Regions from separate parts of the Mus musculus genome. Here all the other regions are linked to region 1. The links are chromatin contacts, called in public HiChIP or PLAC-seq and Micro-C maps. All regions are on one chromosome and are shown on one strand. The core of a region is the stretch at or near the end of the contact, and the rest is flanking DNA. Distances in the headings are between cores, read along the strand shown.

Region 1 (2,582 bases), core at 42-2,541:
GATTAACTGGAAGCACCTATGGGATTTCCAAGCAGTCAGGGACCAGGGAGAAGGCTGTGTGAGGCGAATTTTGGAAAGAATTGTGGGAACAGTTCTAAAGATAAGTTAAAGGTGTATTTCTGGAGTTTAATTCCAAATGATTTAAACGCCTGGGTGGTCATCCAGCGGCAGCTTATCCTCGTCTGGGACAGACATACATACAGACAACACACACACCAAAAATAAACTAAATTGTGTGAAGGTATGATTGATTAGATAACTAATCTTTTAAAAAGAAAGAAAGAAAATTCTGCTGTGGACGATTCCTCGGTTAAGGCAACAAAAGGCCCAAGCTCTTAACAGCAGAATCAGTACAGAACCTTGGTTGGGCTAACCCCCTCCGTCCTATGCCACTATTCCCTTGACAATAGATTTTTGGAGGTCTTCATCCAGACCCTGACATTTGTGCCTGTTTTAAAAAGAGGGGTGGGATTGGGAGAAATCTTTGGGTCCTTCTTGCATTGGGCTTTTGAAAGGAGGTTTTAGAATCATCAGGCTAGTGGACTTCGTCTCTAGTTTTGTGATCTCAAGCAAATTGCTTAACTTCTCTGGGCTTCCCAGAGAACATCCACTTCCTTGGGCATCAGGAGACCGTAGAAGGTGTACAATGCTTCGAGTAGTTCTGCTAACATTGACAAACCTTAGCACAATGGCTATTATTACCTCCAGACACCCCCAATGCGGTAGATAAGACAACTTTAGCTAACAACAACAAACATTTTTATTTGAATAGTTCTGAGCTTATTTTCAGGCTATGGTTTCTCTAATGTTATCTCTTGAGGCAAGGGTACATAAAAAGAGAATCGATTTAAAGTTAATTTAGAGAAACAGTTAATAAAATAGAAGTCAGTTACAATCTATAATACCGGAGGAATGTGTATATGGAAGACAATCGTCTTCATCTGGATCGTCAGACATCTGAAAGGCAGAACATATTGATGTGACATGTTCCCTCCTGCAAAGAAAATGTTCAGGGCAGGATAGGTGGGACAGCAGCAGAAATCCGGAGGCTCGGGAAGGGAGGTCGACTCAAAAGCCAGCTAGCTCTTTAACTTCTCTCTCCAGGCTCCTTTGGGGTGATTTTTTTTGGATCACTGGGTCAGTCAGCCAATGCCTGCGAAGAACTCTAATTCGGCTCAGATCGCAAGCGCGATCTGCCAAAAGGTCTTCGCGCCTCCGGCCCCGCCTCCATCCCCGCCCCGCACATCTGGTGAAAAGATTCCCGCCGCGGGGCGGGGCAGGACACAGCCGGCGCATGCGCGTCAGCGGCCCGAGTGCCGCACCACAGGCCTCCACTCCCAGAACCGCGTTGCAAACTGTTGCATCAGACAGCAAGCAGCGGGCCGCGCCGCCAAGGTTTCTAGGAAGATAGCGCAGTTTTGAGCTCCTTCTTGGTGGTTTAGGCGCATTGGTTGCCCCTCCCTATGTCTACCCGCCTGCAACACAAGCTCCTAAAATCTCAAGCTTGTGAGCCAGATAGCTCTGTTGCTCCTGTCCCCATGCACCGCTGGCCACAGACTGATCTGTATTCGACTTACTTTCTTAACCGCAAGGACCCTGAAGGAAAGAGCTGGGTTTGATTTCTCTTTCCGAGTACAAGAATGCCCCTGAGGAATTTCACACTCTGTGAAAGTGCAAAACTCATTTCCCCAGACTAAGCGTTGCAGACGTTTCCCCAATGGGCTTGGCGAGCTCCCAGCAGGAATGCACCGGGAGAGTTTCCAGCTCTGTACCCCGAGCAGCTGAACATGCAGAAGACCCTGAGCTAGGGAGGAGGCCCTCTGGATGGAAACATCTCTGTAGGACGATATATCGGTCTTAGGGCATACCGCAGTGTGCTGGAGATTTGGGCCTCAAACAGAATGCAGGACCGCACATTCACACCTAGGCGGCGCCCATATATAGTGTCCTTGACTCGACTGGCTATAGCATGTGTGAGCTGCAGAAAAATTTGTTTTTCGCTTCTCCCTCACTCTTCCAGGTCTAGTTCCGCTGCCTTCCTCAAAGGGAAGGAAATGGTGTTCATCTAGAAGGGTTGGGGCAGTCTCGGGGGTGGAATTTTAAGAACACTCAGAGGTCTGGGGATGTAGTAGCTCAGGAGCATCGCTGGCGCGTGCACATCTCTGGCTGCCAATCCCAGCACAGATTAGGAATCCACCCGTTTTCAGAGACAGTCTCATTCTTACCTTCAATTCTTTTCATTTTTTAAAATAGGTCAAGGCCAAGATCATTCAATGTTAATGGATTTTCCAGAAAAGTGGGGGGGGGGGGACCTGGCATTTTACCTTACATATTCTGTCTTTTTTAGGGTGTGGATGGTGAAAGTCTGTTTTGATTGAACAATCTTGAGAGTTAACAAAAACCCTGTCTTCTTTCTTCCCCTGATTATTGTGACTCACTTAATTCTAAGATGCATATTTTTTAAAAATGAATTTAGGAAGCGTGTCCCAGCAGTCAATGCTGTTTAAAGTAGCATTTTCCTGTCAGCAGCGGAGTACTGTGTCAGTTTGGGATTTTCATTGTAAGTCGTGCTTCATAAATAT
Region 2 (2,582 bases), core at 27-2,526, 250 kb after region 1:
GCCATTTGGAAAGAAGTCATAGAAACAAACTGAGCAAAACAAGTTCAGATGCCTTTGAAGTCAGAGTCATAGCCTTAGTTAAATGTTTCAGCAGCAGACACGTCTGCGTGTAATTACTTAGCCTGTATATTAAGTTTAAAACAATAATACTATCCTGCGTGTAATTACTTAGCCTGTATATTAAGTATTAAAACAATAATACTATCGATCTACTTAATATTTAAAACACAGGGTACTTTGTTTTGAGGACTATATTTTCAATTTCAAATTGCAAATTTGGCTTTTGCAAAGAGACTTGAGTAAGTATACAAACCAGGAGCTCTGGGGTTTGTGTATGTATGTGTATGTACATGTGTGTATGTACATGTGTATACCCCCTGTGCTGAATCTGTTTGCAGGTTGTACACTTGATAAATTCCCTGGTGATTCTGTAAGGTTATGCAACCTGCCCACCTTGCCCCAGTGGTAAACTCTGTCCTGTAAATACATTCTTATTAACTTTGACTACAAAACATTTCCCACCTCAAATGTTTTGATGAGGTTACATGTTTTTTGTTTGTTTGTTTTTCAAAATGATACTTTTAAAAAGCCAAAAGTGTTCACTGGGGGTAACTCTCAAATCACAATTAATAAATACAAAGTGATAAATTACTGATAGGGAATAGTAATAAGTAAATTTCACAAAATGTAAATGTAGGCTACAAATTAATTTCTTTTTGCAGCACTGGCATCTTGTAATTATTTTGAGCTGTGAAGGCCAAATCCAATCGTGAGTATGGAGCAAAGGACAAATCACTCAGAGGAGGTTTACTCAGTGTTTAACCAGCCAGGTTGCAGTGACTCAAATCACTAATGAAATTCCTGTTATTTGGGAGGGATTAAAACAACAACAACAACAACAACAACCAACAAACAGGAAAGCATTAAGTGAGGTAGTAATTTTCCAGTCGTCAGTAGTCAGATGTTAATGAAAGCATTTACTCATGTAAACTGGAGTTTTATTTTTATATATTAGTTTTGCTGTCTTATTTGTTTGTACTAAAAATAGTTACTCTTTATATTTTCTTGTGAGATCCTTCAGAACCACTTCTAGAAATGGCATCATTTGCCATAAGTATTTTGTTTTCTCTCCATCTAGTTTTTATGAAGTAGTGCTAACTCTGCCTTAATTTGATTTGGCATTCCTGCAATTGAACATTTGTAAGTATCTTGTATTATGGCCCATCTGGGTTGTCATAGAAACCAAAGACCTCCATCCTCTTCCCTCTAGTTAAAAATGGAATGCAAACAGGGCTTCAAAGTGACGTTCTTCTAGTACGAGTGACAGCCCTGTGAAGTGCAGAACAGCAAGGTTGCTTGTTGGTTTTATTTTCCCATGGCCTATCCTTCCTGTTAATTCTGATACACGCAGCTTTCCTCTTGAGAAATCTGTGAGATACTAATAGAATTTTAAAAATATAAGCACCAGAAAGAGGAAAGAATGTAGTTAATTCCTTTCCTACTCTGCTAAAGAAGTGCAAAATTAGCAGTGTTTTGTCCTCCCTGGGTTACTGTCTGGTCTGTTGACACCACAGTCAGCGGTGCATGTCACAGAAGCACGAGCAGTTGCTACAGTTTTCAGTTTCCATTATTGTCCCATTATCTATTTCTGTGGTTATATCAATGTGGTTTTGTCTCATTAGAGCCTACAGCCTTGTGGGTTAAGTATACACCAATAATTTATTAGCATAGAAATTTATTAATATGCCAATACAGTGTCTTGTCATTGGACCTAGTGAGAAAACATTTTTATATCCACCTGAGACAAGATTTTGTTCCATAACCGAGGCTGGCCTACAGCTCCGTGCTTCTTCCTGTGGTTATAGGTGTGTCCCACATTGCCTGGAGCCTTATAGAATGTCTTATGGCCTCGTTCTACTAGGCAGGGTCCTTGACTGCGCTCTTAATGCTTTTCGACCTCATTCCCTTTAGCTTCTCTACCAGAACCAAGTGTAGCTCTAATTTTTCTCCTTAAATGCCTGATATGCTTCTAAAGCAACTGTGATAAGTAACTCCAATGCAAAATATATGTTTATTGTTGGTATTTGTTGAGTTATTGATGTGGCATTATTCAATTTAAAGTGTTGAATTCTCATTTTCTTTTTTTAAAACTTTGCTGTTTTTCAAGACAGGGTTTTGCTATGTAGTCCTGGCTTTCCCAGAACTCACTCTGTAGACCAGAGATCCACCTACCTCTGCCTCCTGAGTGCTGGCACCAGTGCCACCACCGCAGGCCTTAAATTTTCATCTTGACATAGTTTGGATGATAGGAAGCAGCACAAATCTGTAATGTGAAGTCAGCGATGGAGAACTGAGGACTAAGTGTGTACTCCAAGAGAAATGCTCACAAGGATGAATTTGAGTTGTCATTCTCATGGTGGAGCATGGGAAGCTTGGGGTCAATTCCAATCTCTTCTGTTTTTGAAAAGGACATTATAAAGCCTCAAATAGCATCTGTAGTCCCACATCTCAGCTGATAGCCAGTAGTCATTTTCAGCAGTAACTCAGGAAGTATTAGGACTATTACCCCATGTTAGTGAGAG
Region 3 (2,582 bases), core at 32-2,531, 220 kb after region 1:
ATTGGGACCTGTGTAGTTGAAATGAGAACTTGGCTAATGTATGAGGTTGTGAGGCCCTAGGTTCAATCCATAACAACACACACACACAGTTACAGTTTGCAGGTACATATGTAGTAAAGTCGTAAATTAAAATGAGTGAAAAATTCAGAAGTAGTTTTCTTACAAGCCAGAGAACGATACAACTGGAGAGAAGTGGCTTGCAGATAGATAGATGACACATGTCATTAATGCTCAGTATATAGTTGATATTCAGTTTCACTAATCAAAGAATAATGATAATGAAGTGGATTTCTTTTTGCCTGTGAAACTTGTTAAAAATGTGAAGATGTGGTGGTGTGGCTTGGCACTGATCCCAGTGCTTAGGTGACTTAAGCCCAGAAGCTTGAGAGCTCGAGGCCAGCTGTGCTACAAAGCAGGTGCTGTGTTGAGCAGTCCTGTCTCTGTGAACAGTTCGTGTACTTGGAGAGCAGCAATGCCCACAGATGATAAGACTGTGCAGCCCTTTGGCTAATAGAAATCTACATTTTAAATTGATTTCAGTGTTTTTGTCTTTAGTTTTGGGTTGGGAGTGTTGTTTACTCTGATCATGAATGTTTGGTATATGCAAGGCCCTAACTTCAGTCCTCTGCACCAAAAGAAAAGATTTAAATGAAAATACATTTCTGTTTTTCTGTGAGATGCTCATTTTATGCAGCTGCAGTTATCCTAAGGATAATGGATGGTGTTCTATTCCAGTGGATCTCAACCTGTGGGTCGAGACCTTTGGGGTCACTTACCAGATATCCTGCATATCTGATATTTACATTTTGATTCATAACTAGCAAAGTTAGAGGTACGAAGTAGCAATGAAATAGTGTTATGGCTGCAGGTCACCACAGCATGCATTGTAGTGAAGGGTTGCAGCATGAGGAAGGGTGAGAACCACTGCTCTAGACTTACTAAGTTAGACCCCAGTGCCAGCCAGTCCATGTTTGAGAAACGGCTAGAGATTGGCACAGTTCCCAACCTTTTTCATCTGAGTTTTGAGACTGAACCCAGGCTCCCATGCACAGTGTGGAGTGTTCAGACGCTGAGCTGTTCCTCTATGCCCAAACATTTTTCTTTAAACCAGCATTTACGATCAGGTTTTGACTGATTTGGCAATCAGCAAATAAAACTATTGTCTTTATTTTGGTGTAGAAACGAACAAAAAGCTGTGCATTTGGGGAAATTGGGTAGCTATGTGACCCTATTACAATCTAGACCTCAAACCTGCTGCTAGCTTTAATCAGGCATTCATGTCTCATTCTGAGTGAGAGTCGCTTCTGAGTATTCAGGGATACTTTCACTTTGAATAGAGTGCTAATAATAAAGTCTCTGGAAGAGAAAAAATTACTGAGTACTTTTCTGAACAGTGTTTGGTCTCAGAGTTAAAACCAGAGGAAAAGAGTCCCAGCCAGGTGCTCTGGATTTGACCTGCCTCCATACCTATTAATCTGAAGAGAGCCTGAGACCCAAACAGTGGAGGAAACACACAGCCTTTCGTCTTCCACATGTGTCTGCTTTAGACAGAGTACGTCTGTGCTGCTTTTCTCTCCTAAAGAGTATAGTTCCCACTAGCCTTCTCTTACGCTTGCAGCTCTGAGTCAGTCTGTCTATCTGTCTGTCTGTCTGTCTGTCTGTCTGTCTGTCTGTTTTAGCCAAGGAAGTGACATATCAGTCCAAACTGTGGTTTCTTGATTATGAACTTGGCAGGCCTGTGAAAGATGGGTAGCCAAGGAGCTAAAGGGATCTGTAACCCTATAGGTGGAACAACATTATGAACTAACCAGTACCCCAGAGCTCTTGACTCTAGCTCATATGTATCAAAAGAGGCCTAGTCGGCCATCACTGGAAAGAGAGGCCCATTGGACTTGCAAACTTTTTATGCCCCAGTACAGGGGAACGCCAGGGCCAAAATGTGGGAGTGGGTGGGTAGGGGAGTGGGTGGGAGGGTATGGGGGACTTTTGGGATAGCATTGGAAATGTAAATGAGGAAAATACCTAATAAAAAGTATTAAAAAACAACAACAACAACAAAGAAAGATGGGTAGCTTCAGTTATTACTGCAGTTGGGAACTAAGAAAACATGTTTCTGACACAGGCAGGAGGCAAAAGACTTGCTGAGGAGAGTTTGGAATGGATGTATTGCAGAACAAAACTCAGGATCAGGCATTGATTGAAATGGCCACATGACAGGAAGAAATAATTCTGCAGGTTTGAGCTCATGTGCTCCCTGATAGACTGTGCGCTAGGTGCTCAGTACTGCCTGACATGCTAGTCCTCCGAGAACTCTGGCACTGGAGTTCTTCATGGTTCTATCTTGTTTGCTGTGTCAGTTACTGACCTGAGAGAAAATACAGGTGTGTCAGGATTCTCTCTGATCAGTTACCCCCATTTCCTTCACATCTTGCCCAGAGTACAAGTTGTTCTTAGAATCTCTCCCTCTCCCTTCTCACTCCTCCCTCCTTCCTCCTCTCATTCCTCTCCTCTCCCTTCATCCCTTTCTCCTCCTATCTTCCCCTCCCCTATTTTTCCCTCTATTGTATGGAAGAAAAAAATAT
Region 4 (2,582 bases), core at 41-2,540, 150 kb after region 1:
TTCCTCATTTACATTTCCAATGCTATCCCAAAAGTCCCCCATACCCACCCCCCCACTCCCCTACCCACCCATCCTCCTAGTAATTGAAGAAGGGGGAAAGATTAAGTATGTAACATTTTTATTTAATTGACTTCTGATTTGTATCTGAAACATTTGTGATGTTTAACCCTCAGGGATTCATCAAGTGTGTAATATATATATATATAATATCTGTAATAGCTTACACAGACACCTGAATACTAGTATGTTCTCCATGCAAGCATTTGAGTTACAGTAACCTAACAGCATCCATTACTGCTTTGTTCTCACTAACCAGCTGTACCATCTGATGAAGGCCTGATGGGTGAGTCAGAGTGTTTACTATAGTTTATTTTGTCTCTATTCCAAAAACATTGTTTTTATTTCTGAATTAAAATTCCAAGTTTGTTCTAACAAAGTGCTATACTTTTGCCCAACAGGTATTTTAAAAATTCAGCAGTATTATAGAGGGTATATAGTTTCTTTTATTAAAAAAAGCATCATTTTAGAGTACATAAATAGTAAATAAAAAATTTTATATTATATTTATTAAAAAGTTTTAGCTTTAAAATTAGCATAAAGTAATTTTTAAAAATTTTTATTTAGTATGTGTGTGTATGCATATGTCCATATGTGTGTGTGTGTGTGCATGCTTTCATGCCTTGTGGCAGTCAGAAGAGAGTTTGGGGAATCACTTTTTTTTTCTACCATGTGCGTTCTGGGGATTGAACTCAGATTTCCAGGCCTGGTAGCAAAGGCCCTTTCTCTCTGAGTCATCTCATGAGCCCTGTTTGGTTTGGGAGAGGTGGATGGGCTAGCACCTAGGTATGGTAGCTCCTAGGTAAGTGCTCGCCCACTGAAGCATATCAGGTGGTGGTTTGCTTCTGTTAAGACAAAACTCAGGCCTCATACATGCTAAGCTAATGCTCTCCCATTGTGCTACAACCCCAGCCTCAGTATGTTTTCTTTACATCAGCCACATGCAGGATGTATGGAAGTTGTTTTGCATGGTTGAGTGAAAATTGGGATATTTTAGAAGTGAGTTTCATTTTAATAAATATACAGATTAGATCTAGATTCTGTATTGGTTGTGGTTGATGTTTTCAGAAGTTTTTCCCTGCTTAATTTGTAGAGATTGGTGCCAATCTATCTTGGGTGAGCACCTGCTCTGGCCATCCCAGAACCTGTCCAATACCTATGTGTAGCAAGGTGGTGTTTGGTTGCCTTCATACATCGCTTACACAGTGTTTCTGTGCCCTCTTCTCTACCTGCTTCCTCTTGGCTTCCGTTGTCTTTGCACACACCCTGCCTTCCCCACCCCCACCCCTGTATTGCATACCACTCCTCCACAGACATCATTTTTATTTCTGTTTCTTCTGAACACAGAATACTGTTGTAATTGGTAGTTTTAAAGTAAAGAGCCATTATCACAACCTTAAAACTTTAGCAGTTTGTGAAACTCCATTCCCCAATTTCAGGACCTCAGCTGGGCTTTGGATAAGTAACTTAAAATTACTGGCAAAGTAGCAGAATATCGGTGAACCGTTCTAAGTCTGAACAAAGGGGAAGACTAAAAAAAGCTCTGAAAGCAGGGTGTGGACACATGCCTTTGAGAGGCAGAGGCAGGAGAGCTCTGAGTTAAGAGGCCAGCCTGGTTTACATAGAGCATTCCAGGACAGCCAGGGCTATCTAATGCAGAGACCCTGTCTGTGTCAACAAGCCAACCAACCCAAGCCCAAAGCAAAAACAAAAGACCTTTTACCTCAGAAATTGCTGTATTTTTGGTAGAGGGTGAAGTAGAGATGTCAGGCTTGCCACTAATAAAACTAAGACTTTAATGAATTAGATCTCTCTGTAGTGGTAGGGACCTAACAGAAGAAAAGAGATATTTTATATTACTGCTTTTACAAGTTTTTTAACTTATTAATATAGAAATTAGAATTGTTTGGGTTTGTAAAATGCAAAATAGGTTTATGTTGTCTTATTAGTATATATCGGTAATGTATGGTTCATTAGTTGATAATTGCCAAATACCAGCTGGTAGTTTTTTGTTTTTGAAACAGAGTTTATCTGTGTATCCATGGCTGTCCTGGAATACTCTCTGGAGACCAGGTTGGCCTCAAATTCACTGAGATCTGCCTGCCTCTACCTCTCAAGTGCTGAGATTGAAGGCATGTGCCAACACAACCCGTATTGAATTGTTAACTATATTGTTCACTTGGAAATGTAAAATTTGGAAATTTAATTTTATTATTTTATATTTATGAGTGTTTTGTCTATATGTATGTCTGTGTACCATTTGTGTGCCTCGTACCTGAGTAGGTCAGAAAAGAGGATTGGATTCTCTGGAATTGGAGTTGCAGATGGCTGTGAGCTACCCTGTGAGTCTGGGAATCGAACCCCGGCCCTCTGGAAGAGCAGCCAGTGTTCTTAGCCTCTGAACCATCACTGTAACTTCTAAAATTTGAAAATTAATTGTGGTTACTTAAATTAATGATTATGTTGGGTATAAATTCAGTAGCTTTTAAGGACTATACCAGGGTCTTAAAAATAGGTAGTTTATT
Region 5 (2,582 bases), core at 48-2,547, 130 kb before region 1:
TTTCCTTCAGAGGATCATGGAAGACCAAAGCGCCCATGGGAGGGAAGATGGCTTCTCACACTAGCCTGCCCTCAACTTTGTCCAATGTTGACGTCCCTCTCTTCAGCATGGAGAAACCTGAACCAGGAGCCTTCTCTCACGGACTCTAGCTCAAGTCTCCACTCATTCATTCTCTGTTCCTAACTCCTCTGTCGTTACAAAGCTATCCCTACCACTACCACTGTCCCCAGGAGCCCCTACCAGCCCTTGCAGGAGAGTAGAGGAGAGCTGAGACTCAGGTGGTTTTTCCAAGAAGTCAGCCGGCTTAAAGTTAATTGGCTGTTGACACTCAAGAAGCTTTGTGGGTGACCGGTACTCAGGACCCCGGGCGCGAAGGGGTGCATTCAACCCTGGCTGGCGGGTGCTTGATCTGAGCAACTGGCCTTCGCACCAAGGACGTGTGGGGCTGTCCGAGGTGCTGAACCTGCCTACTTTGGGCCTTAGCCTAGTACTGTTGCGGGAGGTCTAGGAGACTGGACTTTCCTTCATGGCCTGTTCTGTCCCAGGTGACCTTGGGCACCTGGCTTCCCCACATAGGCAGCGATGAACTCATTCGCGGCTGGATAGGAGACTCGTGCCATCTTCAGTCTCACAGCTAATGCGCGTCCCTTCCCGGGCGTGGAGAGTGACAAGATCTTTAGCCAGGGTAGATGCTCGCCTGTCCAGTCTCACCTGCTCTTCCCCAGGCCCCGACGGCTGCAGTCTTTTGGCTGTCCAGCGGCTATCAGGCAGCGCTCTGTCCCGACAGAAGCACGTTGCTAGATCTGCCCCGCCGCACACCAGGGGCCTGTTGGGGCCAAACCCTCAAGACCAGGATTTAACCTCAGGCGGAACGACGAAGGGGCTACAAGCCGTGGAGAGGTTCGAAAACACTTCGGTGTCCAGAGTGCGTGGTTAGGGCGGAGGCGGGGCTCATAGCCAAGCTTGGCCGCCTGGTTCTTCCCCAGCCCGCGAGGGGGCGCCTAGTCCCCATGACAACGCGGACAGCCCCCACCCCACCCCCCGGAGGGCAGAGCCGGAGGCTAATCCTCCCTGGCGACTGTGGGCGGTGCCCTCGGTGCTGGAGTCCGGAGTTGCGGGCCATCTCCCGGGAAGGGTGTGAGCATCAAGGGTGCCTGACACTCCAGGTGGTGACCCCCGCGCGTCGCCGCTGGGTGACCGGCCCCGGGCGGGCGGTGCGTCCCCACCACGATTGGCTGCTTCCCTGTGACATCACGCGGCTCGGAGAAAAGTGCGAGCGTGAGCGCGAGTCGGAGCCACAGCGCCGGGAGCTGCAGGCGAAGCAGGGGCCGCCCCTTGGCACCCTGTCCCCGCCCCCGGCCCCCGGCCCAGTCGCCCACCCCACCGACTCGCAGGGCCTCTGGCTAGTTCCGCCGTCTGTCCGGCGCCAGCGGAGCAAGACAGAAGCAGCGGGTGAGTAACTCCGCGGAATCGCGGGGGCGGGGGGCTTCTATGCAAGATGAGGATGTAGGGTTCTGGGACCCCCTGAAGGTCTCCAGAGGTGGGTCGGGCTGGAACAGGGCCCCAGACCCCTTTGAAAGGCAAGCGCGGTGCGGAAGGGGCGGAGAGCTCAGAGATGGGGCACCCCTCTGGAAGAAGGACCCCAGGTCTCTAAAAGGTTTCTCTAGGTGAACCTCTAGGGATTGGTGATCATTGAGAAGGCTAGGGGAGGAATAGTCCCAGCCCACAGCCCAACCCCGAAGCAGAGCAGCCGTCGGGTCAGGACCCACACTCCCTCACTCCCTCCCGTTGGCTCTTCTTCAAGGCGCCGGAAGATGAAGCCCCAAAGCGCCCGTTTCCCGCCCGTCTCCCTGCCCTCCGTTCCCACCTTGGCCCACCGGGAGCCTCCAGTACGCTCTAGCCCGTTGGAGTCCTCTGTCCGCGACCTTGAGCCCCGACGGAAAACACCCCTGTTCTCTCCTGTTTCCCTTCCCCCTCTCCAGGAGTACCCTCTCTTTTACTCATCCGGGGAGATACATCTCCCAGCCCTCCACCCTCCCAGCTCTTAGAGGAAGTGTTAGGCACAATGATTTGGCCCAATATCCAGCACCCCTCTCTCTTCCCCTAAAGTACAGAGGCTTCTCTCCGCCTCAGGAACAGTCCTGGGGGCCATAGCTTTCCTGAAGTGATCACTTAATAATCGAAAATCTACCCCACGGGCGCCCAGAGCACCCTTTCCCGACTTGTCCCCAGCAGGGGTAGGGGCTCGAGAACCCGCGGAAGCACATTGCCCACGCCCAGAGACTACAGGAACTGCGTGCCTGGGGGTTGATGGGAGGGCGGGGCATCGGAGAACCTTGGCCCTTTCGACCAGGACCCAGACGTGATGGAGCCGGGAGATGGGCCCAAGGGTAAGCCCCGAGATTGTCTTTGAGATAGACCTGAGCCCACAGCTTGGGAACTCGGTGCCTATTTTGACTGACAGGACTAGACAGGGCCTCTCCAGGGGTTGCGGGTTGAAGAGTGAAGAACAATTTTACCCTCCTGACCCAGGCCTCGACTGGGCTCCCCGTTTGGAGGCTCTACCCCTGCCCTCAATGCGT

What was found. A called contact is a pair of places that touch in the nucleus more often than the background predicts. HiChIP or PLAC-seq counts read pairs in DNA pulled down with a chosen protein or histone mark.
Region 2: a contact with region 1 is called in an H3K4me3 HiChIP or PLAC-seq map of forebrain, with 2.7 times the contacts expected there. The contact joins two enhancer-like sites. A contact is called at or near these places in 3 of 15 datasets of contacts at CTCF or cohesin (the NIH/3T3 cell line, large pre-B cells and pro-B cells), 5 of 484 Hi-C or Micro-C datasets (3T3-L1-derived adipocytes, the Ba/F3 cell line, LSK cells and 2 more), 10 of 115 datasets of contacts at active chromatin or transcription factors (astrocytes, bone marrow-derived macrophages, embryonic forebrain and 5 more) and 1 of 9 other capture datasets (embryonic stem cells).
Region 3: a contact with region 1 is called in an H3K4me3 HiChIP or PLAC-seq map of bone marrow-derived macrophages, with 2.4 times the contacts expected there. The contact joins two enhancer-like sites. A contact is called at or near these places in 2 of 484 Hi-C or Micro-C datasets (Sertoli cells and cerebellum) and 3 of 115 datasets of contacts at active chromatin or transcription factors (bone marrow-derived macrophages, embryonic midbrain and embryonic stem cells).
Region 4: an H3K27ac HiChIP or PLAC-seq map of extraembryonic endoderm stem cells shows a contact between it and region 1. The contact joins two enhancer-like sites. A contact is called at or near these places in 2 of 39 promoter capture datasets (the 3T3-L1 cell line and hippocampal neurons), 3 of 484 Hi-C or Micro-C datasets (the G1E-ER4 cell line, muscle stem cells and nephron progenitors) and 7 of 115 datasets of contacts at active chromatin or transcription factors (bone marrow-derived macrophages, embryonic forebrain, embryonic stem cells and 4 more).
Region 5: a contact with region 1 is called in a Micro-C map of embryonic stem cells, with 3 times the contacts expected there. The contact joins the promoter of Chrm4 here to the enhancer-like site in region 1. A contact is called at or near these places in 13 of 39 promoter capture datasets (the 3T3-L1 cell line, the C10 cell line, the HPC-7 cell line and 8 more), 2 of 15 datasets of contacts at CTCF or cohesin (embryonic stem cells and pro-B cells), 75 of 484 Hi-C or Micro-C datasets (the AML12 cell line, B cells, the C10 cell line and 43 more), 26 of 115 datasets of contacts at active chromatin or transcription factors (bone marrow-derived macrophages, differentiating embryonic stem cells, effector CD8 T cells and 13 more) and 3 of 9 other capture datasets (adipose tissue, liver and pancreatic islet).

The regions. Positions count from the first base shown.
Region 1 is chr2:92,054,245-92,056,826 of GRCm38.p6, forward strand. No RefSeq gene overlaps it. Among named protein-coding and RNA genes, the nearest start is that of Gm31473, 27 kb to the left of the region's middle. Within about 2 kb of position 1,292, at least 280 of the 459 cell types and tissues checked have an H3K27ac peak or open chromatin away from gene starts, as enhancers often do. A contact at or near this core is called in CD8 T cells, ECoMG myeloid progenitors, the N1E-115 cell line and 34 more, where this site is marked.
Region 2 is chr2:92,300,790-92,303,371 of GRCm38.p6, forward strand. All of the region lies in intron 6 of Phf21a (PHD finger protein 21A), which reads left to right. Among named protein-coding and RNA genes, the nearest start is that of Large2, 69 kb to the right of the region's middle. Within about 2 kb of position 1,277, at least 39 of the 459 cell types and tissues checked have an H3K27ac peak or open chromatin away from gene starts, as enhancers often do. A contact at or near this core is called in cortical neurons, forebrain, pro-B cells and 1 more, where this site is marked.
Region 3 is chr2:92,272,315-92,274,896 of GRCm38.p6, forward strand. All of the region lies in intron 6 of Phf21a (PHD finger protein 21A), which reads left to right. Among named protein-coding and RNA genes, the nearest start is that of Mir1955, 82 kb to the left of the region's middle. Within about 2 kb of position 1,282, at least 61 of the 459 cell types and tissues checked have an H3K27ac peak or open chromatin away from gene starts, as enhancers often do. A contact at or near this core is called in bone marrow-derived macrophages, where this site is marked.
Region 4 is chr2:92,201,196-92,203,777 of GRCm38.p6, forward strand. The region is part of intron 1 of Phf21a (PHD finger protein 21A); the gene reads left to right. Among named protein-coding and RNA genes, the nearest start is that of Mir1955, 11 kb to the left of the region's middle. Within about 2 kb of position 1,291, at least 42 of the 459 cell types and tissues checked have an H3K27ac peak or open chromatin away from gene starts, as enhancers often do. A contact at or near this core is called in embryonic stem cells, extraembryonic endoderm stem cells and pancreatic cancer cells, where this site is marked.
Region 5 is chr2:91,920,892-91,923,473 of GRCm38.p6, forward strand. Chrm4 (cholinergic receptor, muscarinic 4) reads left to right here and starts at 1,298. Exons shown (of 2, transcript NM_007699.2): 1 at 1,298-1,452.